Linked DNA regions of Mus musculus: all the other regions are linked to region 7. A link is a contact called in public HiCAR-type and promoter capture Hi-C data. All regions are on one chromosome and are shown on one strand. The core of a region is the stretch at or near the end of the contact, and the rest is flanking DNA. Distances in the headings are between cores, read along the strand shown. Region 1 holds the start of Dbt (dihydrolipoamide branched chain transacylase E2). Region 2 holds the start of Cdc14a (CDC14 cell division cycle 14A). Region 3 holds the start of Vcam1 (vascular cell adhesion molecule 1). Region 4 holds the start of Slc30a7 (solute carrier family 30 (zinc transporter), member 7). Region 5 holds the start of Gpr88 (G-protein coupled receptor 88). Region 6 overlaps Slc30a7 (solute carrier family 30 (zinc transporter), member 7). Region 7 holds the start of Rnpc3 (RNA-binding region (RNP1, RRM) containing 3).

The links. Promoter capture Hi-C pulls out the DNA fragments that hold promoters and counts their contacts. HiCAR-type assays count read pairs that join an accessible place to other places.
Region 1: a contact with region 7 is called in a promoter capture Hi-C map of pre-B cells. The contact joins the promoter of Dbt here to the promoter of Rnpc3 in region 7. A contact is called at or near these places in 5 of 39 promoter capture datasets (the C10 cell line, cranial neural crest, frontonasal cranial neural crest and 2 more), 3 of 484 Hi-C or Micro-C datasets (CD4 T cells and pre-B cells), 2 of 115 datasets of contacts at active chromatin or transcription factors (astrocytes and embryonic forebrain) and 2 of 9 other capture datasets (adipose tissue and liver).
Region 2: a contact with region 7 is called in a promoter capture Hi-C map of pre-B cells, with 9 times the contacts expected there. The contact joins the promoter of Cdc14a here to the promoter of Rnpc3 in region 7. A contact is called at or near these places in 4 of 39 promoter capture datasets (cranial neural crest, embryonic stem cells, hippocampal neurons and 1 more), 1 of 115 datasets of contacts at active chromatin or transcription factors (astrocytes) and 2 of 9 other capture datasets (adipose tissue and liver).
Region 3: a contact with region 7 is called in a promoter capture Hi-C map of pre-B cells. The contact joins the promoter of Vcam1 here to the promoter of Rnpc3 in region 7. A contact is called at or near these places in 5 of 39 promoter capture datasets (cranial neural crest, embryonic stem cells, frontonasal cranial neural crest and 2 more).
Region 4: a contact with region 7 is called in a promoter capture Hi-C map of pre-B cells, with 6 times the contacts expected there. The contact joins the promoter of Slc30a7 here to the promoter of Rnpc3 in region 7. A contact is called at or near these places in 14 of 39 promoter capture datasets (the 3T3-L1 cell line, 3T3-L1-derived adipocytes, the C10 cell line and 9 more), 8 of 484 Hi-C or Micro-C datasets (B cells, CD4 T cells, CD8 T cells and 5 more), 10 of 115 datasets of contacts at active chromatin or transcription factors (the SCID.adh cell line, SST interneurons, astrocytes and 7 more) and 2 of 9 other capture datasets (adipose tissue and liver).
Region 5: a HiCAR-type map of astrocytes shows a contact between it and region 7, with 5 times the contacts expected there. The contact joins the promoter of Gpr88 here to the promoter of Rnpc3 in region 7. A contact is called at or near these places in 2 of 39 promoter capture datasets (the C10 cell line and embryonic stem cells) and 2 of 115 datasets of contacts at active chromatin or transcription factors (astrocytes and pro-B cells).
Region 6: a contact with region 7 is called in a promoter capture Hi-C map of 3T3-L1-derived adipocytes, with 9 times the contacts expected there. The contact joins the enhancer-like site here to the promoter of Rnpc3 in region 7. A contact is called at or near these places in 8 of 39 promoter capture datasets (3T3-L1-derived adipocytes, the C10 cell line, the HPC-7 cell line and 5 more), 5 of 115 datasets of contacts at active chromatin or transcription factors (astrocytes, embryonic basal ganglia, embryonic limb bud and 2 more) and 1 of 9 other capture datasets (liver).

The regions. Positions count from the first base shown.
Region 1 is chr3:116,510,911-116,514,434 of GRCm38.p6, reverse strand. Dbt (dihydrolipoamide branched chain transacylase E2) reads right to left here and starts at 1,365. Exons shown (of 11, transcript NM_010022.4): 1 at 1,244-1,365. The coding sequence starts at 1,294.
Region 2 is chr3:116,422,406-116,425,836 of GRCm38.p6, reverse strand. It overlaps Cdc14a (CDC14 cell division cycle 14A), which reads left to right and starts at 1,805. Exons shown (of 16, transcript NM_001080818.2): 1 at 1,805-2,400; 2 at 3,180-3,270. The coding sequence starts at 2,352. Gm40125 (a long non-coding RNA gene) reads right to left here and starts at 1,586. Exons shown (of 3, transcript XR_867571.3): 1 at 1,154-1,586.
Region 3 is chr3:116,127,864-116,131,151 of GRCm38.p6, reverse strand. It overlaps Vcam1 (vascular cell adhesion molecule 1), which reads left to right and starts at 1,464. Exons shown (of 9, transcript NM_011693.3): 1 at 1,464-1,848; 2 at 2,344-2,619. The coding sequence starts at 1,785.
Region 4 is chr3:116,006,110-116,009,244 of GRCm38.p6, reverse strand. Slc30a7 (solute carrier family 30 (zinc transporter), member 7) reads left to right here and starts at 1,839. Exons shown (of 11, transcript NM_023214.7): 1 at 1,839-2,110; 2 at 2,310-2,411. The coding sequence starts at 2,031. Extl2 (exostosin-like glycosyltransferase 2) reads right to left here and starts at 948. Exons shown (of 5, transcript NM_001163514.1): 1 at 708-948.
Region 5 is chr3:116,251,802-116,254,893 of GRCm38.p6, reverse strand. It overlaps Gpr88 (G-protein coupled receptor 88), which reads left to right and starts at 1,410. Exons shown (of 2, transcript NM_022427.2): 1 at 1,410-1,780; 2 at 2,162-3,092. The coding sequence starts at 2,234.
Region 6 is chr3:115,960,534-115,963,736 of GRCm38.p6, reverse strand. All of the region lies in intron 8 of Slc30a7 (solute carrier family 30 (zinc transporter), member 7), which reads left to right. Among named protein-coding and RNA genes, the nearest start is that of Mir669n, 18 kb to the left of the region's middle. Within about 2 kb of position 1,891, at least 73 of the 459 cell types and tissues checked have an H3K27ac peak or open chromatin away from gene starts, as enhancers often do. A contact at or near this core is called in 3T3-L1-derived adipocytes, embryonic limb bud and stem cell-derived neural progenitor cells, where this site is marked.
Region 7 is chr3:113,628,628-113,631,693 of GRCm38.p6, reverse strand. Rnpc3 (RNA-binding region (RNP1, RRM) containing 3) reads left to right here and starts at 1,545. Exons shown (of 15, transcript NM_001038696.1): 1 at 1,545-1,831. The coding sequence starts at 1,640. It also overlaps the pseudogene Gm17954.

The DNA.
Region 1 (3,524 bases), core at 116-2,615, 2.9 Mb before region 7:
ACCTGTCCAGCATGTCACTGTACTAAACACTGTGGGCACCCGTCACACCATTCTGTCTGTGTGTCCACACACATCAAACGATGGAAAAGGTCATAGGAAGTTGGCAGGTCTGTCGAGAGCCTATGGGAGCACTGTTGACGGAAGTCTTTGCGTGGTATTTAGAAGCTGGAAAGGAAAAGAGGGCAGTGGAATAGAGCAACTGAAGAGGAATATTGGTCAACTAGTGTCTCAGAATCCAAGAGTGGAGAGCTCTCGAAAGAAGAGTTGCCCATAATACCTACTAAGGTGCTGCTGACAAGAGTACCCTTCTGCTGCCTAGTTCCTACTTCTCTTCAGTCTCCGTACGCACTCACTAGTCCCCAGGAATTCCTCTCTGTACCCCCACTCCTCCATAGGTGTCCACCCTCAAGTGTCACAGGAGCTTTGAGCACTTGTTCCATAATAGCACGTCTTTCTAAAACCGTGGCTTTCTGTCTTTCCTTGCCTCCCTCTCTCCTATTCTCCTGTTCTAGGCTACAATGTTAGGAGGGAAAGGATGGTGGCTGGCTGTGTTATAGAAATATGCCCAGTGCCCAATACACACAGCAGGCTGGGAAGAAGGTTTGGAGAGATCAGGAGGCCAGCACTAAAGGAACATCTAGGGAAATGGGTAAAGTCTACGGTATCCAAAAAGTTATGTAATTAGGAAGAAACTAGATATGTAGTGGGATACATCTACGGTTGTTGCTAAAAGCTTGTGAGTGAGGGGGAACTGCAAATGGGGGTGGTAAATCGATGATTAAAAAGTTGGAACGACTGTGGACCAAGGGGAGAAGTGCAGCCCCGAGTGAATCAAGCTAGAGGCTTTTCTCTTCTCAGGTTAATAGTGCCAGCGTATGGCGCGCAGTGGGCTCTCAACAAATCTCGAAAGAACATAGCTGTGTCTGCAGTGCTTATCACAATGCCTGACATCTAGAAAGTACTCAAGCAAAGTTAAGCAGGTCAAAGGCCAGGATGTGGGTACGGTTGGGAAGAAAGCTAGTCGCCCAAAGCTAATCGTCAGAGAATCGCGCCCCGGGACGGGAAAGGAGTGAGTTTCCAGGCTCACTGGCACGCCACCTTCGCTGCCCTTCTGATTTGCATGCATCCTTCCATCACTTGCTCACAAGACGCGAGGCACTCGGAGAAGAAAGCAACACACAACTCCGGATAACATCTACTAAATCGATCCTTCCCAACCTTAGACCCATCCAACCCTGCTTACCAGTCTGACAGCGTTCTGGCTCCAGGTCCTCAGTACACGCGCTGCAGCCATTTTACTCCGGAAATAGCCACCAGCACACAGCTGGGAAAGACGCCTCCTCCAGGCGACCAATCCCCAGACCCGAGACGCACCTCCCTGAGCGGCCAATAGGAGAGAAGGAACGAGCCTCCCACCGGGCAGCCAACCAGGGCGAGGGGCGGGGCCGACTGAAGCCCCCCCCCCTCCCCCTTGAGAGGTGTAAAAGAATTGAGGGAGGGAGAAGGTAGACTTGGGGAGGACGACAGCTTAAAAATCCAGGACTTGGGTTGTTAAGTAGACGCGCATCAACAATCCATCTTTTTAGCTCAGATAATGGAGAGAAATCACGTTTAGGGGCTGCAGAAACTTGGGTTCAGTCTCCAGCACTCAATCAGGTAGGTCATAACAGCCTACAACTCTAGTTCCAAGGGATCCGACGCCCTCTTCTGGCCGTCTCGGGGCACCTGCATCCATGTGCTGTACATGCAAACAGTTGTGCACCCACACATACATAGATAATTTTTTAAAAAAGAATATGTTAAGGGCACACAAGAAGGGTCACTAATTGAAAACCTGAGGGGTCAGTAGCAAATTGTCTTTTCTGGTATTGTGCTGTAACTACATTAAGGGCAGAAAAAATAAGATGTTTCTATGTTTCATAGCAAGACTCTGATGCGCGACTTTTTCATAAGTCCATACAGGAACACTTCTCCATGATTAGGAATTCCTCTTTCCTGTATAGTGTCCTTGAGGTTGCTGAAATTGACTTCTCGTGTCTAAAATAAACATGTCATCACTTTGTCTTTGAGTCTTAGAAAATGTGGTCAGATGCATCATTAAGAAATGAGTCACAAACGTATAACCCTGAATTGCTTTGCCCCTTGAAGAAATGTCAAATTGAGCTCAAGTGGAACTGCTAAAGGAAACATCAGAAACCCAGCACTGTGAGGGTGACATGGGTAGGGCAGGCAGAGATGTCGCATTGTGAATGGAAGGCCAGTCACCCTGAGCTATGTGGTGAGACTCATTCTTAAACAAAATGAAACAAAGCCAGAGGGAGAGAATGAGAGAGAGGGAACTTTCTTTAATAGGTGGTATATAAATGCATACATTGTATATATGTTCAGTAAATTCAACGGTTCTTTCTTCTTAGAGAGAATAAAAATCTGCATCAATGTCTAAGGCGTTAGAGAGAATGAAACAAAACAGAAGGAAGCAGGGGCCAATAGAAACTCTCAGCACTGGAAAGTCGGTGGTTGTGAAACAAAAATCTCAGGTTTTTCACAAGTTGTTTAACTTTACACAGATGTACTATTGTGTAATGCACATTCATCTACTGTAGGCAGTAAATATAAATCATTGCCTTTATCAGAAAATCTGCAATAGACAGATGAGGTGACGAAAGTGTTTGATCCCAGAAGACAGTGGATCTTTGTGAATTTGAAGCCAGCCAGATCAACAAAGTGAATTCCAGTATAGCCAGGGCTGTTAGAGAAACCCTGTCTTAACAGCACCTCCCAAAATCGCAATAATCAAAAGAACTTGATTTTTAAAAACTTTTCCCATTATTTTGTTTGTTTTGTTTTGTTTTGTTTTGTTTTGTTTGAGACAAGGTTTCTCTGTGTAGTCCTGGCTGTCCTGGAACTCACTCTGTAGACCAGGCTGGCCTCCAACTCAGAAATCTGCTTGCCTCTGCCTCCTGAGTGCTGGGATTAAAGGCTTGCACCGCCACTGCCAGGCCCCATTAAACTTTTTATAGGTGCATTGAATAGACTTAGTAATCTTATATGTTCTTGCTTGTATAATGAGGGAAGGGAGTTAGTTGTTCCTAGGGCTCTTGAAAGATACTATGTAACTTTCTTCCATTCAGGCTTCTCTCGATTCTATCTTATTTTCAGGAAACAAACTAGTTTATCATCCTACGTCAGTAGATCCTGATTCCATATATGATTGTGTTCTTATCTTTGTTTGTAGCCGGGTTTTGGAACCTATTCACTAGATCTGAATGGGGCATTGCTACTAGCGCTACTAGCGCCAAGTGATGCAATTCTTGACTAGCCAACCGTGTTTTTGGTTAGTAAAACTAAGAGGGAGGGAAGGACCCAGAGAAGAAAGGGAGGCACCCAAGGAGGAAGGGAGGGGGACAGACAGAGACAGACAGACAGAGACAGAGACAGACACTGTAAAATGAACCTAGAGTCTTGCATAAGCTAAGCAAGCCGTCTATAACCACTGAGCATCATTGCCAGCTCTCTGCTTCTTT
Region 2 (3,431 bases), core at 556-3,055, 2.8 Mb before region 7:
TTAAAAAAAATCTCAATTACGTTTATTCCAACAAAATTGAAATTGTTCAACGTATTAAAACCAGGATTTGGGAGAATAAAGGTAACATTCAAGTTTTGAGAGGGTCTTTGTTCTTTTTCCTTCTTTTTTTTATTTTTTAGTTTTCAAGACAGGGTTTCTCTTCATAGCCCTGTCTGCCCTGGAACTCACTATGTAGACCAGGCTGGCCTTGAACTCATAGATTCACCTGCCTCTGCCTCCCAGGTGCTGTAATTAAAGATATATGCCACCAACCCCTGGCTATTTTAAAGTGTACTCCCCCTCCTCCTTCTCCCTTTTTCTTTTTGGGAGGTCTTTGCTTTCAGGACTCTTAGAATATGTAATACACTTCAAAAGGGTTCAAGGCTCATTACAACTTTCAGGACTTTTACAGTTGTAAAGTCTGTTTCTTTTTCGGGGTTAACTTTTGAATGTAAGGAGAGGGTGTCTTTTTAACTCCCTTACCAAGGATGTGTTTGGCTAGAATTACCGAGATGCTCTGAATAACTTTCCAGTATATCAAAGTAGTATCCACTTAGTTTTGTGCTTGTTTAGCTTTATGGAAAGCCGGCAGAGCAGAAGAATGGCCTAAGAATTGCCTCCCTGGAGTCAGTGTTCCAAGTTGCTTCAGCCGGCACTTTGCTCGAGCGCCCCCTCTCTCCCTAGAGGTCAACACGCAACTGCGAGCTTTCAAAGGCTTGCACAAATCCCCGTTTCAAGGAGAAACCACTCAGAGCGCATGCTCTGGTGATAGTGGTTCAGTAGCGCCATTTTCGTAAGGGAAGGGCTGGCCACTAGTTCCGTCCCTAGGGCTCCCAGCATTAAAGTTCTCCAAACTGGATCAAAACGTTGCCGAACAAGTCCGGGGCCTCCTGGAGAGGAGCCTTTGTACTCCTTTGCAACGCTCCAGCCAAGACTACAGAAATCTTCTGTTCATTTCTCTTGTGGACAAGAGATCCTTTTCCCTCTTCTCCCTTCGCCTAGGATAGCCTACAGTCCGAGACTAGAGCCTTACACTTCTGGTGTAATTTTGCGCTCACACCTGTGGCCAAAATGAAAGGACTTGGAGAACTGGACGGGAATTTTTTTCCCCCTTGAGAACAAAGCCTAGGTGAGAGCAGACTCTAGTACTTACAGGGCATCAGTCCGTGTACTCAGGAGCTAGGAGGTATCGCTTCTTTTGAAAATTGGTTATAAAGACACAGATCCGATAGTGGTGAGAATAGGGGTTGGTGGAAAGATAGCTAGCGGTACGACCCGACATGGAGAAGGTCTGAGGTTTTTCAATGTGTGTGTCTGCGCGCGCGTGCGTGTGTGTCTCTGTGTGTGTGTGTGTGTGTGTGCGCGCGCGCGAGTTTAGAAGAAACTGAGTGAAGCAGGAAAGAGCTTGAGAGACAAAAAAAAATCTGGTGTGGAAGAAGAGCTAGCCGGTGCAGACGTGGAGACAGCATCTCAGCCCGCCAGGCAGTCGCAGCTTCCTGGGAGGCATTCACTCCTCTCTACCCATCCTTTTTCATTCATAAGTTTGTGGCTCCGCCTGACATCCACCCCACCCCCACCCCACCCAGGCAGAGGGCCAAGTTTCCTGTGTAGCAATTGGTGAAAGGCAACAAAGCCTTAGCAACTGGCTCCTAGTGACCCGCGGGGCGCCTGGTAACTGGGGCCCGAGGCCGGCTCAGAGAAAGGAGCCGAGCTGTCCCTTTAAGGGATGGCCGCGGAGTGGTGAAAGTGGAGGGGGACGAGGGAGGGCGGGGAGGCAGGTCTGGGGGCGGACCTAAGAGGAGGAGGAGGAGGAGAGGGAGGAAGAGTTGCTGCTGAAAGGAGGTGGCGAAGGAGGAGTCTGAGCAGCTGCTACTAGCCCCGCGGACACCTCCGGAGTCCTGCCCGCTGCCGCACGAGTGGCCACGGGCGCGATCCGGGCCAAACGTCTTGTCCTCCATGATCACTTTGGGAGCCGGGGAAAGACTTTGCCCGGCCTTGGGAGCTGGTGTGCGCCGTCCAGGTTTGGTGGAGACGGTGCAGCGCGAGAAGGAGGAGCTGCAGCTCGAGAAGCAGCAGCAGCCGCCGCCGCCGCAGAGTCCGGATCACAGCGGTTACAGCCCGGGGCGTGTGCGTCCCGCGCCCAGCGGGTTCGGTTCCCCACGGAATGTCCCCGGGGCGCCCCACGCGCTGACCCTGCAGCTGCCTCCGCCTTGGGCGACTGCCTCCTCCCTCAGGCAGGCTCGGTGATTGGGACCGCGAGCTCCCAGCTCTTGGGCAGTGGGGAAGCCCCCGGGGGCGGGTGACCTCAGCTGGCCACGACCCAGCCCTCCCCCGTGCGGATCTCGCTTAAGATGGCAGCGGAGTCTGGGGAACTAATCGGGGCTTGCGAGTTCATGAAAGGTGAGGAGCAGCCACCCGGCATCCTCCGGCCCTTCCACGCCACTCCCCCCCCCCAACTCCTCACGGCTCACCCCTTTGTCCCAAGCCTCTATGCTGGGTTTCTTTTCGGGCCCTGTGTCCCTCAGTACTGCGGCTCGGCGCTCGGGCCCCTTCTCGCTACTCAACTCCCGGAGGACCCCCTGCTTCCGGCTTCTTTTTTCGCGTTCTCACTCCCTCTGCAGCTTCCTCGTACCCGGACAGTGCAGGCTTCTCTGCTTGGGATCCTCCTGCAAACCTATCTTGGTGGGGAGCCTGCTGGTTTTAATCCTCCATCCGCTAACTCTCTACTTCCTCGGTGGCTGGCCCGTGTTTTTGGGACACCCCCTACCCCCAACCACACCCCCCTATCTTTCCTTCCTTCCTCTTGAAGTCTGCTAAGCTGCAGCGGCAGAAGCTCGCCTCTTTTCCCATTCCACCGCAGCTGAGGTCTGAAGGTTTCCGAACCAAACTTGTGTCTCCAGTTTTGCGGGTACCCACAGCTCCTGTCTGCACCCGCCCGCACGCAACCAGGGGGTGAGGGAACTCAGAAGATGCTCTGCCCCCTGCTGGGTCTTCTAGCCTCTTAGCAAGATGTGCTTTTGGGGCTCTGTAGCTTTCTGGAAGATCCTGTTTCTCCAAGAATCCCACGTGTTAAAGGTCTTTAAACGATGTGTAGCAGTTATTAATCCTTTGTGCATGATCTGCACTCTCAGTCTCGCGTCCCTGCTTCTCATGTTCTGTCTTTTAAACTTGTCTTTCAGATCGATTATATTTTGCTACTTTAAGGAATAGACCAAAAAGCACAATAAATATCCACTATTTCTCCATCGACGAGGAGCTGGTCTATGAAAAGTAAGTCCCCCCCTACTTTTTTTTTTAGCACCCCCTGAACTAGTTAGTTTGTTGGTTCTTTGATAATCGGGTTCCTTCACTTTTCCCAAAGAGTTCCGAAGGTATTACTAGCTTTCTATAGCTTGGGGAGGGATGCACACTGTACGTAGTTTGGTCCTGTT
Region 3 (3,288 bases), core at 215-2,714, 2.5 Mb before region 7:
TGTTGTATGTACTATTCTCCTTTCCTGATAGGAATTATTTCTCCACTCACTTGGGTGAGAACTGATACCAAATAAGATGAGTCTGCATGATCCAAGTAGTTATTTATTTTTAAGTGTCAAAGACATGGATTAACATTTTCTTACATGCCTTTGATCTATGGAGAAGGTGAGAATCAGTAGGGGGTAGTCTATACTCTCCTTTTATGACATGACATTGTTGAGGTCCTCTAGATGACATGGCAGCTAATGTCATCGATCCCTGGATATGTCGTCATAGCCCTAAAATATATCCCTCAACTTCCCTTTTATACTTGCCTCTCAGTGGGAGCCACATGTATTCTCAAGAGGGAATTCAGAAGTCTCTCCTGCCAGGTTGGAGCAGTTGGCGACTGTGGGTCTCACTGATAGCCTTTGTCCAATGACATGATACTGTTAATTTTACATGTGCCCAGATGTCTGGGAACTATACCTTTCTTGTGGAATTATTTTTTTCTCTCACGTGGCACTTATGAACTACATTCAGTATTTTGAACGTTTCTCTTCTAGATTTTAAACATCTAGAAGATGCTGCAGGTTTTATAGTCGTTATATATAAAACCATTATATATATATATATATATATATATATATATATATATATATATATATATATGGAATAGAAACAACTATGAATAAGAACTAGTCCTGGCCATGCAGGGAACTGATAATGCCATGTGGGAGGTAAACCCACATGTGTATAATACAAGGAAGTGGCTATTCCGGTTTCTTTCTGATGGGCAAGCATTTTGCAAGGACATGGGCTATGCATGTGTAAGACCTACAGAGGCATTTAAGACACTTAATTGAGTCTTTCAAAAAGTCATTTCACTGGGAGTAGAAAATAATAATAAAAAAATGGTTGTCAATTCATCTCCTAAAGCTAATCTGTTTACATATTCAATTGGACTTGTGGCTAAATAATGCAGCCAAAGAAATCCACCACAAAAATTTAGCAGACAGATCCCATTTTTTAGCGTTCAAGTCTGCAAAAGACTTCCTGTCATCCAGCAATGGGTCAAAGGGCTGGGGCATTGTCAAACAAAAGAAAAGATAATTCCCTTCATTCTGCATCAACGTCCTTTCATTTACTACTTCAGAAAGTTATTTCAGGGAGGTTTTTTTTTTGTCAAAAATTCACTTATGAATAAAAGAGTATAAAAATAAGAACTACTGACTCACATTCTAAAAGAGTGACTCATGATAATGGGTCAATAAAAACAAATAAAGGATATTTTCCTTTTTTTGTTGAAAGAGAACAATTTTTATTTTTTAAATTGCAAATGCATTTCTTAATGAAGAAAAGTCAGTGGTTATTTACTGAGTGATCTCTGTCTTTGCTGTCACACACACACACACACACACACACACACACACACACACACTGTTGGCAGTTTCATTTTGCAATCATCTTTTCAGGAGAGATAGCCCTTTCGGAGCTGAAGGTCAGGAAAAGCCAGAGATTTATATACTTGGAAGTGTCGTGTTTCCCAGGACTCAGAATGACTTCAGCCCAGAAAGCAGCTGAAGGGGTTAACGTGGGGACTTGGCTGGCTGTCAGTTAAACTTTTTCCCTGGCTCTGGGTTTCCCCTTGAAGGGATTTCCCTCCGCCTCTCTAGCAAGACCCTTTATAAAGAGCAGACTTTCTATTTCACTCACACCAGCCCGGCTGGCTTTGGAGGCTGAACACTTTTCCCAGACACTTTTCACGTGGGGCACAAAGAAGGCTTTGAAGCAGAGACTTGAAATGCCTGTGAAGATGGTCGCGGTCTTGGGAGCCTCAACGGTACTTTGGATACTGTTTGCAGTCTGTAAGTTCCTGACCTATTTCACACATCTACAGCTTCTGGTGTACTACAGAGCTTTGCTATAAGAGCCAGTATTCTGACAGAGCTGGGGACGGATTTTCTTTCCACTGTCAAATGAGTAATTTGGATTATATCGGTAGTGGGTCTATCTCTTTAGTTTCCTGTATTCGACAATGAAATCAAGCTTAGAAAGTGACAAAAAAAAAAAAAAAAAAAAAAAAAAAAACTTTGTGCAATGGGCTTCAAAGTCAGAACTGAGCATTCTTCTTCGCGGTGACGATTCCAGCACCTTCCTCAAGAGCAACTTCAGGGCTTTGGGTCTGTCTTGTGCTATTAGTCTGAGACAGTTTAAAAAGTAGATCATCCCAGCTGTGCTTTGGACACTGTATTGCTGCGCAAGAGAAAAAGGACACAGTATGGGGCAGACCATGGTAAACTTGTTCTCTCTCTCTCTCTCTCTCTCTCTCTCTCTCTCTCTCTCTCTCTCTCTCTTTTCAGCTCAAGCTTTTAAAATCGAGATCTCCCCTGAATACAAAACGATTGCTCAAATCGGTGACTCCATGGCCCTCACTTGCAGCACTACGGGCTGCGAGTCACCATTGTTCTCATGGAGAACCCAGATAGACAGCCCACTAAACGCGAAGGTGAGGACGGAGGGGTCCAAGTCCGTTCTGACCATGGAGCCTGTCAGTTTTGAGAATGAACACTCTTACCTGTGCACAGCAACATGTGGCTCTGGGAAGCTGGAACGAAGTATCCACGTGGACATCTACTGTAAGTGAAGGAAGGAGCTTTTGCTTTCTCTTGATTTTGTTTGAAAAAAAATTAACGATATATTAAACAGAGACTTTTAAAGAGTATCTAGATTTTTAGCTAGCAAATGCACAATTTCAATAAAGCCAGAGAAAGAAGAAGCTAGTTAAGAACAGGAAACTAAATTTTAACCCCTGTGTCCTTGTTTGCCAAAAAAATGGTGCCCATGTAAAAGAGACTCACACCTTCTTGGCTCCAGTTCTTAGCGCAGTGTGAACCTCCCCCTGGTTCTATTAGTTAGTTTTTTCCCCTCTAATCTTCCATTTGGGGGTATTTCTACACGTTCATGTATTAATGTATCCAAAGGATTGATGAGTTCCTTCTTTCTGGGATCTGCTTGTAGGCTCGGGAACTCTGAGAGTATGCAAACCTTCTGCATAGACATAATTAAAACATCTATTAACATTTCAGTCATTTGATGCAGATAAATTTGGGAGGTTTTGTTGTTGCTGCCAGAGAGCTTTGCTTTTATATCTCAGAGAGTTTTTGTTTAATAAGTTAGATCTGTCTCAGGCATATGTGCAGGTACCCATATTACCCTAGCCTACCCAAAATGCATCCTACTATCATCCTCAAATCGGCAAATGAAACTACCAAGGAGAGGTGGGGGGAAATGGGCCCTATAGGAAT
Region 4 (3,135 bases), core at 590-3,089, 2.4 Mb before region 7:
ATCGTAACAAATCTAGGAAACTGATAAAGCTGAAATTAAATTTCTTTAATGCCTTTCAAAACTATTCAATAACAGGTAATATGGGTTCCTCCCTATCTATGCCAGCTAAGCAACTTCGGATTTACAACAGTGCAAGATGGAATACAGAATTTATTTCCAAAGGCAGGATAAAAACCACATAGGCTCAAATTGCAGGTGACCTTAATGAGAAGGCTGGAAATCCATTGCTGAAACTTGATTATTTTGATATACCATCCCCACCATCATACTTAAATAAAGCAGTCTTCAAGGGGGAAAAAATCAATTGCAATAGCTATTTTGCCTTAAACGACCTCGTCTGCAGTCAGTTCTGGCTTCCTCAGCAATGCAGTAGGGTAGAATTGAAAAACTGCTCTGAACAACAACAACAGAGTAGCCTTTAAAAAGTAAATGCTACTAATTGAGAATATTTGCTTACATGACAATAATGGTCCAAGAAAGGCAAAGACAAAAGAGACATGTTTGTCCTAGAACTTATAGAATCAAGCCGTTTGTTACCAGCAGTTTTTAAAGAGGAACATTAAAAAAAAATCAAGATCTATTTTCAAAAATCTAAATTACAGAATAAATCCTTCCTACCCACAAAGTTCCAAGAACGAGGGCAAAACAAGCAGAGGTCCCAAATGGAAAGATAAAATCAATGAAAGAGAATTTCACAGTTGCCTCACCTCTAGTGCAGAAGATTGCAGCGGGGCCAGCGGGTTTATTTGCAGCTTGGTTAGCATAAATCGAAAGGAGAGTCTCCTTTGCTTGCCTCTTTTCCACCCCTTTCCTAAACCGGGCTTCCAACCTCTCTGCCCGTCCAATTGATAACCTAGGAAATGCGCCGCCTGCAAAGTGAGTGCCTGGAGCAGGGGACAGTTCCTGAGTGGCCACCCCTCCCTCGCTTTGGGTGACGCTCCACTTCCTGTTAGGCAAAAAGGCTTTCCCAAGAAGCTCGGTTTTGTAGTTTCCAAGCCACCTCCCCAAACCAGACCCCCTTTCCGGGTTTCCCCTTCTAGGTAATAACTTTTAATCATTCACGTGATCGGCCAGCTGACCTTGTCTAAACAATCCCCTAGAAAGATGCTGGAGAGTGTCTCTCTAGCCAGCCCAGGCCCACAAGGCTCATCCCCAGCCTCCCACCCAACAGGCTTGTATCTGCACCTCCTGAAATGGACCATAGTGACAGCTACTGTCTTGGGGGTGACAAGGATGCTAAAGGAACCTGTCTGCGGTTGCCTTCAGGGCTACAACCGAATGAGGTTGCAGGGGAGAAACAGCAAGAAGCGGACCTCAAGGCCATAGTCTATGGCCCTCTTCCTAAAGGACGTTTTAAAATACCTTTAAGTGTTTCTTTTGCAAAGCACTCAACGATCGCGTCCCGCGTGACGGTTTCCGCGGGTGGGGGTGGACTCCCTTAGCGTTGACCTCGGGAAGCCATTCTCGCACATCCCGTGCAGTGGCGGCGCAGCACGTGGCCGCCTGGGCTTTTCAGTGATGCTGCCTAAGGCACAGCGGGGATTTGAGGTCCTTTAGGGGGTTAATGCTGAAGGAGCAGGAGCGGGCTGCACTGCATCCGGGGACGATAGTGATGGGCGATCTGGGTGGGTGACAGCGGGCCCTGAACCAGTCAGCCACGTCTGCAGAGAGCCAGCAGGGGTATCTTTCGTGAGTTCAGGAGATAGGACCCCTAGCTCAGCTAGAGATAGATCCCCAAGCTTTCAGCTCGGACTTTCCGCAGCCCCCAAGCCCCGCCTCCTCCCCGTAAGCCCCTCCCCTGCCGGAGTCCCCGCCCCCGCCTCCCGCTTTCCCGTCCCAGGACGCGTTGCGCGGCCCGGGCCGGAAGTCCTCGAATTCCCGGGTGTGTGTCTGTGTCTGTGTCTCGCGGCGGTGCCGCGGCGGTCAAGCGCTTTGGGGTCCGCGTTTGAAGCGTCACCGCTGTCACTGCCGCCACCATACCGAGTCACTTCTAGAGGGACGGAGACCCGGCCCTTCGCCGGGTGGAGAAGATGTTGCCCCTGTCCATCAAGGATGATGAATACAAACCACCCAAGTTCAATCTGTTCGGCAAGATCTCAGGCTGGTTTAGGTGCGGGGTGCTGTGATTGCTGGGAGGGGGCTGCCCGGGATGCTGAGACAAAGCTGGGTGCTAAGGATGGCCTGAGGTCCAGCATGGGAGCGTCACCCTCCTGCTGTGGTGGAACGAGCATGCGGACTGGGTGGGTTTTGAGGGGTCCCCGCAACCCCCTTGGCTCCTGCTTGCTTCTGATCACCTGTATCGTGCCCAGGTCCATCCTGTCGGACAAGACATCCCGGAACCTGTTTTTCTTCCTGTGCCTGAACCTCTCTTTCGCTTTTGTGGAACTACTCTACGGCATCTGGAGCAACTGGTAACCAAAGGGGAAGATGATTGGGGCGGAAGCAGAGGGTGAGGGAGACAAGCCACTATTTGCTTAGTGCCACGTAGCTCCTTACCGGCAGGTTCACGTCTTACCTTTGCCACTACCACTTTTGCTGAGTTGCTCTCAGCGTACTCTCACCAAAAGGGAAGGGCTGCAGTTCTAAGATCGGGGACTCTCATTTCCTGCAACTCCATTAAACAGAACTGACAAACAGGCCCCCTCCTCATATTTTTTTTTTACTTTTTTATTTGGCAGATGCAATGAATCTCTTTAACAGCTTGCCTTAGCTATGCCTCAGGAAAAATGAGAGGATCCTGTTAGCTAACCTACCTGTGGGTGTGGCTTTTTTTTTTTTTTTTTTTTTTTTTTTTGGATTTCACTCCTAAGATTCTGAGAGAGAAAGATCTGAATGGCCCTGTTAAATTTATGATTGCCTTTGAATGACTTTTGAAGAGGTTTGTGAAGAGACCGTTGGCAAAGCATATGCCATTCTCTTTTCCAGTGAAACTGTCTTAGGATTTTCCTTGTATCTTTACTGCAGTAGAAAATCCCATACAGTTTTCTGAGAATGCCATTTTGACTTGAAGGCTTTGGTGTCACCTTTGGGCTTTTTTGTTTGTTTGTTTTTGTTTTATGGTGTCAAGATTTGGGTCGAAGAGAGTCCGGTGTCGCTAAGGAAGTAAAGTCACTGGAATTTAAGTATTTGCTGTGG
Region 5 (3,092 bases), core at 161-2,660, 2.6 Mb before region 7:
ATCCTATGGAGTCTTCAGGGAAATTGCTTTTCCCCAACACCCACTATTCAAAAATAGGCTTTAAACTTTAGTTTAATAATCACAGCAGGCCTGAATAAAAGTTGCTGAGTGTGTTCTGGGGACAGGGTGCAGTAAAGTGCCTGACAAACAAGTATCAGTCCTGAGTTCAGATCCAAAGTGCGCACATAAAAAGCCAGGCATGGTGGCACATATCAGTAATCCCAGCTCTGGGAGAGCAGGAACAGAAGATTCTTGGAGATCAGTGGCCAGCCAGCCTAGCAAAAGCCGTGCAGGTTCAGAGAGAAAGAGAGAGAGAGAGAGAGAGAGAGAGAGAGAGAGAGAGAGAGAGAGAGGAAGAAGGAGGAGGAGGAGGAGAGGGATCACCACACAGTTCCTACTCAGCACACACACAACTTCCCAGTTGTCATATCTTCCATTACATTGGCTCATTTGTCACAATCGATGAAGCATCCTGACACGTTTACATTGACCCCATAATTTACACACAGGTTCTCTGGGTGTTTATCTAGTAGGTTTGGACAAACGTACAGTGATGTTTTCCACCATCAGAGTACCATCCAGAGTAGTTTCCCTGCCCTGTATTCCACCTCCCGGTCCCTAGCCCCCCCCCCCCCCCTCCCGACAGCTGGTGGTCCCTGCAGTTTTACGTTTCCCAGTATGGAATACAGTTGGGCTTGGGCAGTGCGCAGCCTTTTCAGATGCTTCTTTTGCTTAATAACAAGCATTTCCGGTTTCCTTAGGTGTTTTATGTCTTGACAGATGATTCCTCTTCATTGCTAACTGGTGTTCCATTGTCTAGCTGGACGATGGACTCCATCTTTAGATCGCCTGACTATGGTACTCACACTTCTCTCATCCCGCCGAAACACAAGCCAAGAGGAGAGGTGTCTAGCGATGGGAAAAGGAATTGAAATTATGATTTGAGCTAAGGCTCGCATATTTTCTGTAGCTAATTACTCATGTCCCACTTTGCCAAGGGTGTGTGTGTGTGTGTGTGTGTGTGTGTGTGTGTGTATGTGGCTGAATTTCAATTCAAATGTAAGGTAATTTTCTCTGAAATTGTACTGGGGTATATTTATCTCTGAGAAAAGAAGTCTTACCTCCAGGATGATTCAGATGGAGATGAAATTTTACTCTAACATTTAAAGGAGAGGAAAAAAAGGAAGGAAAGAAAAAAAAATCAGGCAGAGTGAAAAATGAGACAGAATGGAGAGAGAGAGAGAGAGAGAGAGAGAGAGAGAGAGAGAGAGAGAGATTTGTTAACCACAGGATTCTCTGAAAAAGGTATTTTTCTCTTTTACAAGTTAGCAGTTACTGAATAATTCATGAAGCAGGGAAAGGCTGTCTTCTCCCTGGGTGATGGATAACTGAGCAGGAGAGGCTCCAAGTGGGTTTGCCACATCAGCCAGCGCTCTTGCTTGGAGCACAGGGTGCGCTCCTCTCCAGCTCAGTTTCTTCTGCTCTTGTAGCCAGGCATCTTCGCTGCTGCTGCCTGCCTGCCCACCCTTCTGGGCTTGCAGCCTACCGCTTGACTTTCTCCAATTCTACTGCCAGCTGAGGAGACTCCCCACAGCTGTTGGCTCCTGCCTGGGACCATGTGTGGGGATGCTGCACGGGAGAAGCAAGGCGCTTGCTCCTGGCACGGGTCCCAGCTCAGTTTCTCCTGTTGACTTCTGGACCACAGATGCTGCTGCCGAGGAGGTATTTCCTGGCATCTCTCCCTCTGCTATCACCAGCTAAGGACTGGCCCCAAATCAAGGTACCTCTACTCCCTCTCTTTGGCGTTTTTCCCAGCTAGGAGATATCTACTTTCTCTCGGTAAAGAGAGCTCCGGCTGGCAACACACATTCCCAACTCGTGTGTGTGTGTGTGTGTGTGTGTGTGTGTGTGTGTGTGTGTGTGTTTGGGGAAACTGTCCTAGGTGTGGATATGACCTTAGGGCTTCCCTGCTGCTTGCTGAGTGTAAAGCGGACCTTCTCTGTCATCGGAGACATTTCTGAGGCAGGCACCTGTCATCTGCCACCCCCGTTCTCCTGTTCTTTTTCACCTCCCTCCCTTCTCCCCCTCCTCCAGCCCATTATTCGGCTTCAGCCTTTTGTGTCGGTGACAGCGGGCTGAAGAAATGTTTTTGCCCTCCCAGCAGGCAAGTGCCAGGATGGGCCACGCTACACGAAGCCAACGCTAGGGCGCGAGGTGTGAAGAGTTGGCCAGAATGACCAACTCCTCCTCCACTTCGACCTCCACCACTACCGGGGGATCGCTGCTGCTGCTCTGCGAGGAAGAAGAATCGTGGGCGGGCCGGCGGATCCCGGTGTCTCTCCTGTACTCGGGCCTGGCCATCGGGGGCACGCTGGCCAACGGTATGGTCATCTATCTCGTGTCGTCCTTCCGAAAGCTGCAGACCACCAGCAACGCCTTCATCGTGAATGGCTGCGCCGCGGATCTCAGCGTCTGCGCCCTCTGGATGCCACAGGAGGCGGTGCTGGGGCTCCTGCCCTCGGGCTCCGCGGAGCCCCCGGGGGACTGGGACGGTGGCGGAGGCAGCTACCGCCTGCTCCGGGGCGGGTTGTTGGGCCTCGGGCTCACTGTGTCCCTTCTGTCCCATTGCCTCGTGGCGCTGAACCGCTACCTGCTCATCACCAGGGCGCCTGCCACCTACCAGGTGCTCTACCAACGGCGCCACACGGTGGGCATGCTGGCACTGTCCTGGGCGCTCGCCTTGGGTCTGGTGCTGCTGCTCCCGCCCTGGGCTCCTAAGCCCGGAGCCGAGCCACCGCAAGTCCACTACCCCGCGCTCCTGGCGGCGGGAGCGCTGCTTGCGCAGACGGCGCTGCTGTTGCACTGCTACCTGGGCATCGTGCGCCGCGTGCGCGTCAGCGTCAAGCGGGTCAGCGTGCTCAACTTCCACCTGCTGCACCAGCTACCCGGCTGCGCCGCCGCCGCCGCCGCCTTCCCCGCCGCCCCGCACGCGCCGGGTCCGGGAGGCGCCGCGCATCCCGCGCAGCCTCAACCCCTGCCGGCCGCTCTGCAGCCTCGCCGGGCGCAGCGGCGTCTCAGCGGCTTGTCGGTGC
Region 6 (3,203 bases), core at 642-3,141, 2.3 Mb before region 7:
ATTTAGATCACAGGTTCCAGGAGATTAGTATAGTTATGCATGAGCCACATTTCCAGATGGGATCATTTCAATGATCTGTTCTCTACTACTGGGTTTATAAAATTCTAGATTAATAGTAACCGCCCATAACCATGGGTTGATTGTACTTGTTTAGATACAACCACATGTCTAAATGGACCTACCTATTAGAGACTGAATGTCTTTGTCTTCTTTTGTCCATTAAAAGGTTTTGCGTGTGGCTAGAGAGGGGGCTCACTAGTTAAGAGGACTTGCTGTTCTTGCCGAGGTCCCAACACCTGTAACTCTAGTTCCAGAGAATCCAATGCTCTCCCTTCCCTTTCCTCTCCTTCCCTCCCCTCCCTCTCCCCTCCCTTTCCTCTCTTTCTCTCTTTTTTCCCTCCCTCTCTCCCTCTCTCTCTGTCTGTCTGTCTGTCTGTCTGTCTATCTATCTATCTATCTATCTATCCATCTATCTATCTGAGACAGGGTCTCACTGTGTAGATCAGGCAGGCCTTAGACTCAGAGATCCACCTGCCTCTGCTTGCCAAGTGCTGAGATCAAAAGTGTGCACTACCACACCATTGTGTTTCATTTATTGTTGGATATTTGTTCTCAGACTTAATTACTTTTAAAACTCTGAAGTTTTTTTTTTATTAACTATGATTGTTCTTCACAGGTTTTCATAATGTATATGTGTTTTTAAAAGGCTTGAAGATGTCAATTTTTATTTTTTAAGTGTCTGAGTGTTTGCCTACACTTGGGTATGTGTATGTTTCATGTGTATGCCTGGTACCCAAGGAGGCCAGAAGAGGGCATTTGATGCTCTAGAGTTTTCATGAGAGGGTTGTGAGCCGCAGTGTGAGTGCTAGGAAATGGTGTGGTCTTCTGCAGGAGCACCAAGTGCTCTTAACCTTGAGCCATCGCTCCAGTCCCACTAAATTACTTTTATTTATATGTATCTAAGTGTGTCTGTATGCATATACACACATCTATGTAAGTGTCCATGGAGCCCAGAAGTGGGCATCAAATCCCCCTGGAGCTACGATGATAGGCGGTTATTAGTTAGCAGATGTGGCTGCTGGGAACTAAACTTGGTTCTATTCATTCTGCATGAGCAGCAAGTGTTCTTAATTGCCCAGTCATCTCACCAACCCTGATACTTAGTTTATCTTATTTATAGTTACTGCTAGTTTATTTAATTTACTTTTGGAATGTGGTGGAAGTCTTTCCCTAAAAGCTGTATCTGAAATAAAACTTGAATTTTTCATTGCAAATTACTTTCAGCAAAGAGTAAATGTTGCTCATTTAACCTATTAAAAGGTTTAGAAATTAATTTTATGTTTATTGTATGGTTATAGAATTACGTTCAGCTTTTGAAAAATGAAACCATTACTTTGTAATACGGTAAATTCATGCCTAATGAGTCATCATCTCTTTTCACTTATGATAGGAAAGAAGAGTTCCATTGTGAAAGCCAGAATGGAGTTAGTCAACCAGAAGCCAGCCTCTAATTGTTTCCAAATGCTTACTTTAACTTTCCCTGTAGGGTTTGGATGTAGCTCTAATTCTTAGCTCAGTCAGGAATTTGCTAAGCTTGTCTTTTCCTGCATATCCTTTCATTATGGCTAGATAGAGCCATGCTAAAATCCGTTTTATGGTTCCCCGTTATGATAGTTAATCAGAAAAATATGGGTAAAAACTCCTGAGCTAAACACAATTTTAAATGGCAAAATCTGGCATTGCTACATACTTTTTTTTTTTTTTTTTTTTAAACATCTTATGGACTTTGAAAATGACCTTGGTTCTGAATTGCATCTCCCTCTGTGAGTGAGCTGGTGGTTTCCCGGAGCAGTTGGGTGTCCAACCACAGCTCCTACAGCTGACATTCTAACACCATTTCAGGTCATTGTTAGGAAAGCCATGTGGCATATTTGTGTGCTGCCGTGAGGGTTCTGCTGTGCTGTACTGGCCGTTCCAGTTTTCTTAGAAGCCAAACAGGGAAGGTAATGGGAGCCCTATAAGTGGGTAAAGCCCTTTCTGACTCCCCCTTTCCTTTTCTTGAGAAATGAAGACGTACGGAAAAAAAACCCAAAAAGTAAAGATTAAATGTACTGTAGTCACTTCATTTCTTTGCCAGACTCCTTTATTTTACCCAAGGAGTCTTCATCGATGTCTTGCTAGTGTGTACAGTAGATAGAATCAAGTGTTGCTTTTCAGCTTAGGTGCCAGGATTCGTAACTATCAAACTCATTTCCTCTCTAGTTAGTTTCATTCCCAGCCTTCTCTGACCTACAGAGCAGCCTGCATTGTTTTGTAGGCCGGCCTTGTGTGTGTATTTTCTTCCTTCTGGGACACGTGTTCTGATGGGGATGCCTTTCCCGTTCCTGTGGGGTTCACTTTCTCAGCCTTTACTGTCTGCACGAGTGCTTTTGCTCTGTTAATAATTTCATGTGTTCTAAAAGGGTTAGTACGTTTTCCTGACCTAAAATGTACTCTTTTTAATTATGTTTAGTGGAATTAGCTATAAATTAGGTTCTCTTTTTTTTTCCATTTTTCATTAGGTATTTAGCTAATTTACATTTCCAATGCTATACCAAAAGTCCCCCATATCCACCCACCCCCACTCCCCTGCCCACCCACTCCCCCTTTTTGGCCCTGGCGTTCCCCTGTACTGGGGCATATACAGTTTGCGTGTCCAATGGGCCTCTCTTTCCAGTGATGGCCGACTAGGCCATCTTTTGATACATATGCAGCTAGAGTCAAGAGCTCCGGGGTACTGGTTAGTTCATAATGTTGTTCCACCTATAGGGTTGCAGATCCCTTTAGCTCCTTGGCTACTTTCTCTAGCTCCTCCATTGGGAGCCCTATGATCCATCCATTAGCTGACTGTGAGCATCCACTTCTGTGTTTGCTAGGCCCCGGCATAGTCTCACAAGAGACAGCTACATCTGGGTCCTTTCAATAAAATCTTGCTAGGGTATGCAATGGTGTCAGCGTTTGGATGCTGATTATGGGGTGGATCCCTGGATATGGCAGTCTCTACATGGTCCATCCTTTCATCTCAGCTCCAAACTTTGTCTCTGTAACTCCTTCCATGGGTGTTTTGTTCCCAAATCTAAGGAGGGGCATAGTGTCCACACTTCAGTCTTCATTCTTCTTGAGTTTCATGTGTTTAGCAAGTTATATCTTATATCTTGGGTATC
Region 7 (3,066 bases), core at 296-2,795:
GACCTAAACAATTCCCTGGTTTTTATTTTGAAAGCAAGGATTTCAATGCAGATGTACATCAGAAGCACATCATGGGTCAAAATGTTGCAGAAGAAATATTGGGTTGCTCAGAAGAAGGGCACACTTCCTCACAGCTCAGAAATGAGCTGCTGAGAGCTAAAGCAAGTTTCTATTAAGCTTTTTTTTTTTTAAATAAAGACAATAAACTTATTGACCAAGGCACAAAAACTGATGCACTTTCTTAAGAGCTTATGATAGATATTTGCTCCCATAAATACTGTACTGGTGTGTGGAGGGGAGGCATATTGTTTTATAGCCTCACACTTGTGAACTAATAATTTGATGTGAAACGGAACTAGATTTCCTCTGAGTGCTCCCCACTTTTTCTTTTCTTTCTTCCTTTCCTTTGTGTCTTTACATAGCTCTGGTTGTCCTGGAACTCAGTGTCACCCACGCTGGCCTCAAAATCACTTGAGATGCATCTGTCTCTGCCTCTTGGGAACTTAGAATGAAAGGTGTGTGCCACCATGCCCGGTTTCTGCTATATTACTCATAGTGAAATCAAAGAGATTTTTAAACGTAAAATTTAACTATTCCTTCCACACACTCTTAAGTCTGTCGGCTTCTGTTCCCATGAGCAAGGTTCCTAACAAACCTCTAAGGTTCACAAGATCTGTCTCTAGTCACTCAATATTTTGGTAATTTATCTCCCCATGCAATGCTTCCTCAAAGCGGATCTTTGAAGTACTGTGTACTAACTGGCTCATATCCATCAAGCAAATTAGAAGTAAAAGACACCCTAGGACTACGGAGTGAGCATACACATCTTGATTAATCTGTAAGGGATATTACTTTAGACCACCAGGGCCGAATCTTAGTCACAACAGTGTAGACTCCAACTTGGGTGCAAGGGCTCAGATCTCACCTATTGGTTAGCAATGAGTCTTAATCTACGTCAGTACTCTCAGTCGTGAGGTGGTGAGAAGAGAACTTACATCCATGAATACGTACGCTAACACATTTTTAGGTATTTACTCATGGAAGAAGCCAATTTTGTTTAATAAACAAACCGTGGCGAGAACTTTCAGCCTGTATTTGCCGACTGATAACGGCGTGCTCTCTCGCCTGCACTGTTGAATCTGAGGCTGGAGACTTGTGTTTCACCAGTCCTAAATGCTAGGAACACACTTGACATTTCCCGAGCGTTCTCCATTCACCAGCCAGATTCACTTTCTGAAAAATCTGGATTAAGAGCCCAGGGAGCAACAGCCCTTGCACGGTTCCTTCAGTACTTGATCCCTGGGATTACAGTATTTTTCTTTTGCATGACTGACGTTCTTCGATGAGATTGCTGTCCTTCTAACAGTGGCGTCTCTTTCAGTCTTTATTTTATTACAACCTCTCATTAAACTTAAAGCACGACTCCTAGGCGCTCTCCCCCGCAACAGTCCCGAAAAGAGAAGAGCGACTCTCCCGGAGGCCATTCTCGCGAGGAGTTCTCCTCTCGCGGGATTTCCCTGCGTCCAGAATCCTTAGCGCGAAGCGGAAACTATCTTCCGCTCAGCCTCGGTGACTGCGGGAGTTCGGCCGGAAGCTTGCGCGGAGGTTCCGTCTCTGGCCGCTTCTGCAGGGAAGCTAGATGGCGGGGCCTGAGCCGCCGATGCCGCTGTCCCGAGGCGGCCCAGGCTCCGCTTCGCTTTCTCCGCCCCGGGGAGACCGCACCCTCCTCGTCAGGCACCTGCCGGCCGAGCTGACGGCTGAGGAGAAGGAGGACTTACTGAAGTACTTCGGGGCGCAGTCGGTGCGCGTCCTGTCAGATAAGGGGCGCCTGGTAAGCGTGCGCAGCGGGCGGGGCGGGGCGGGGCGGGGCGGGGCGGAGCCGGGCCGCTAGGACCGGGAGAAACAGGACTAGGCTCGCGGTCTGCGCCTGCGCAGCTTGCCTACCAGAGAGGCGAGCATGGAATTGAACCTTGAGCCAGTTAGATTAAGGCTGAGCCACGCAGGGACTGTGTAGAGGTTTCTACCGGCGAGCGCACCCGCCCGGTCGAATTCAAAACTAGCCTAGACTTGAAAATACTGTTTCTGTTAGATTCTCATAGTCGTATGCAAGGTTTTTGGTTTTGTATTTTTATTTTAAAAAATTGCTTTTAAATCCTGGGTTGTAGAGCAGGATATACATAATAGCAAAAATTTGAGTGTAATAGACTTAATAGATTAACAAAATGCAAATACAAATATCCCTTAATTCAATCTAAATACAGTAGGCTCTCCTTGAATCAGATTGGACAAATTCAGAGTTCTAATAAACAACTCAAACTTACCAGTAATATAATTTGTTCACCTTTTTCAGGATGGTATTCAAAATAGAATTCAAATGAGAAAATTAGACTTATTACTGAAATTATAGAAACAAAGCAAAAAGAGACAATGCACCTTGAGGGGTGATTTCACTGTTAGTAAATGATTTTAAATTTTATCTTGTATAGACTGAAAAGACTTTTGAGTGAGATGAAAAAGGGTATTCCATATGTATAAATTTTTCATTTTAATAATGAATCAAGCTTCTCCATGCATCACTTTTGTGTGGACATGAAACTCACAGTCTAGAAAGGCTATGCTGAGGGTTTTTTTTTTTTTTAAGGTTTTATTTATTTATTATATGTAAGTACAGTGTGGCTATCTTCAGATCTCATTATGGGTGGTTGTGAGCCAACTTGTGGTTGCTGGGATTTGAACTCAGGACCTCTGGAAGAGCAGTCAGTTCTCTCACCCGCTGAGCCATCTCACCAGCCCTAAATGTTTTAAGAGTGATCTTTTTTGGAAAGAGGAGATGCTTTAAGATTTATTATACTTTTAATTATGTTGTACATTTGTGTATATTTTGGGGGTTTGTAGGAGTACAGGTGGTTATGAAGTTGCTGAACATGGACATTGGGACATCTTCCCAATGATGCCCTTGGTAAGAGCCCTACTGACTTTTACCACTGTCCCATCTCTCTGGTCCCCAGGAGTAGAGAGTTTTTTTAAAAATTGTGGTCTGTTGAACTCTTTGCTATTATAAAATAT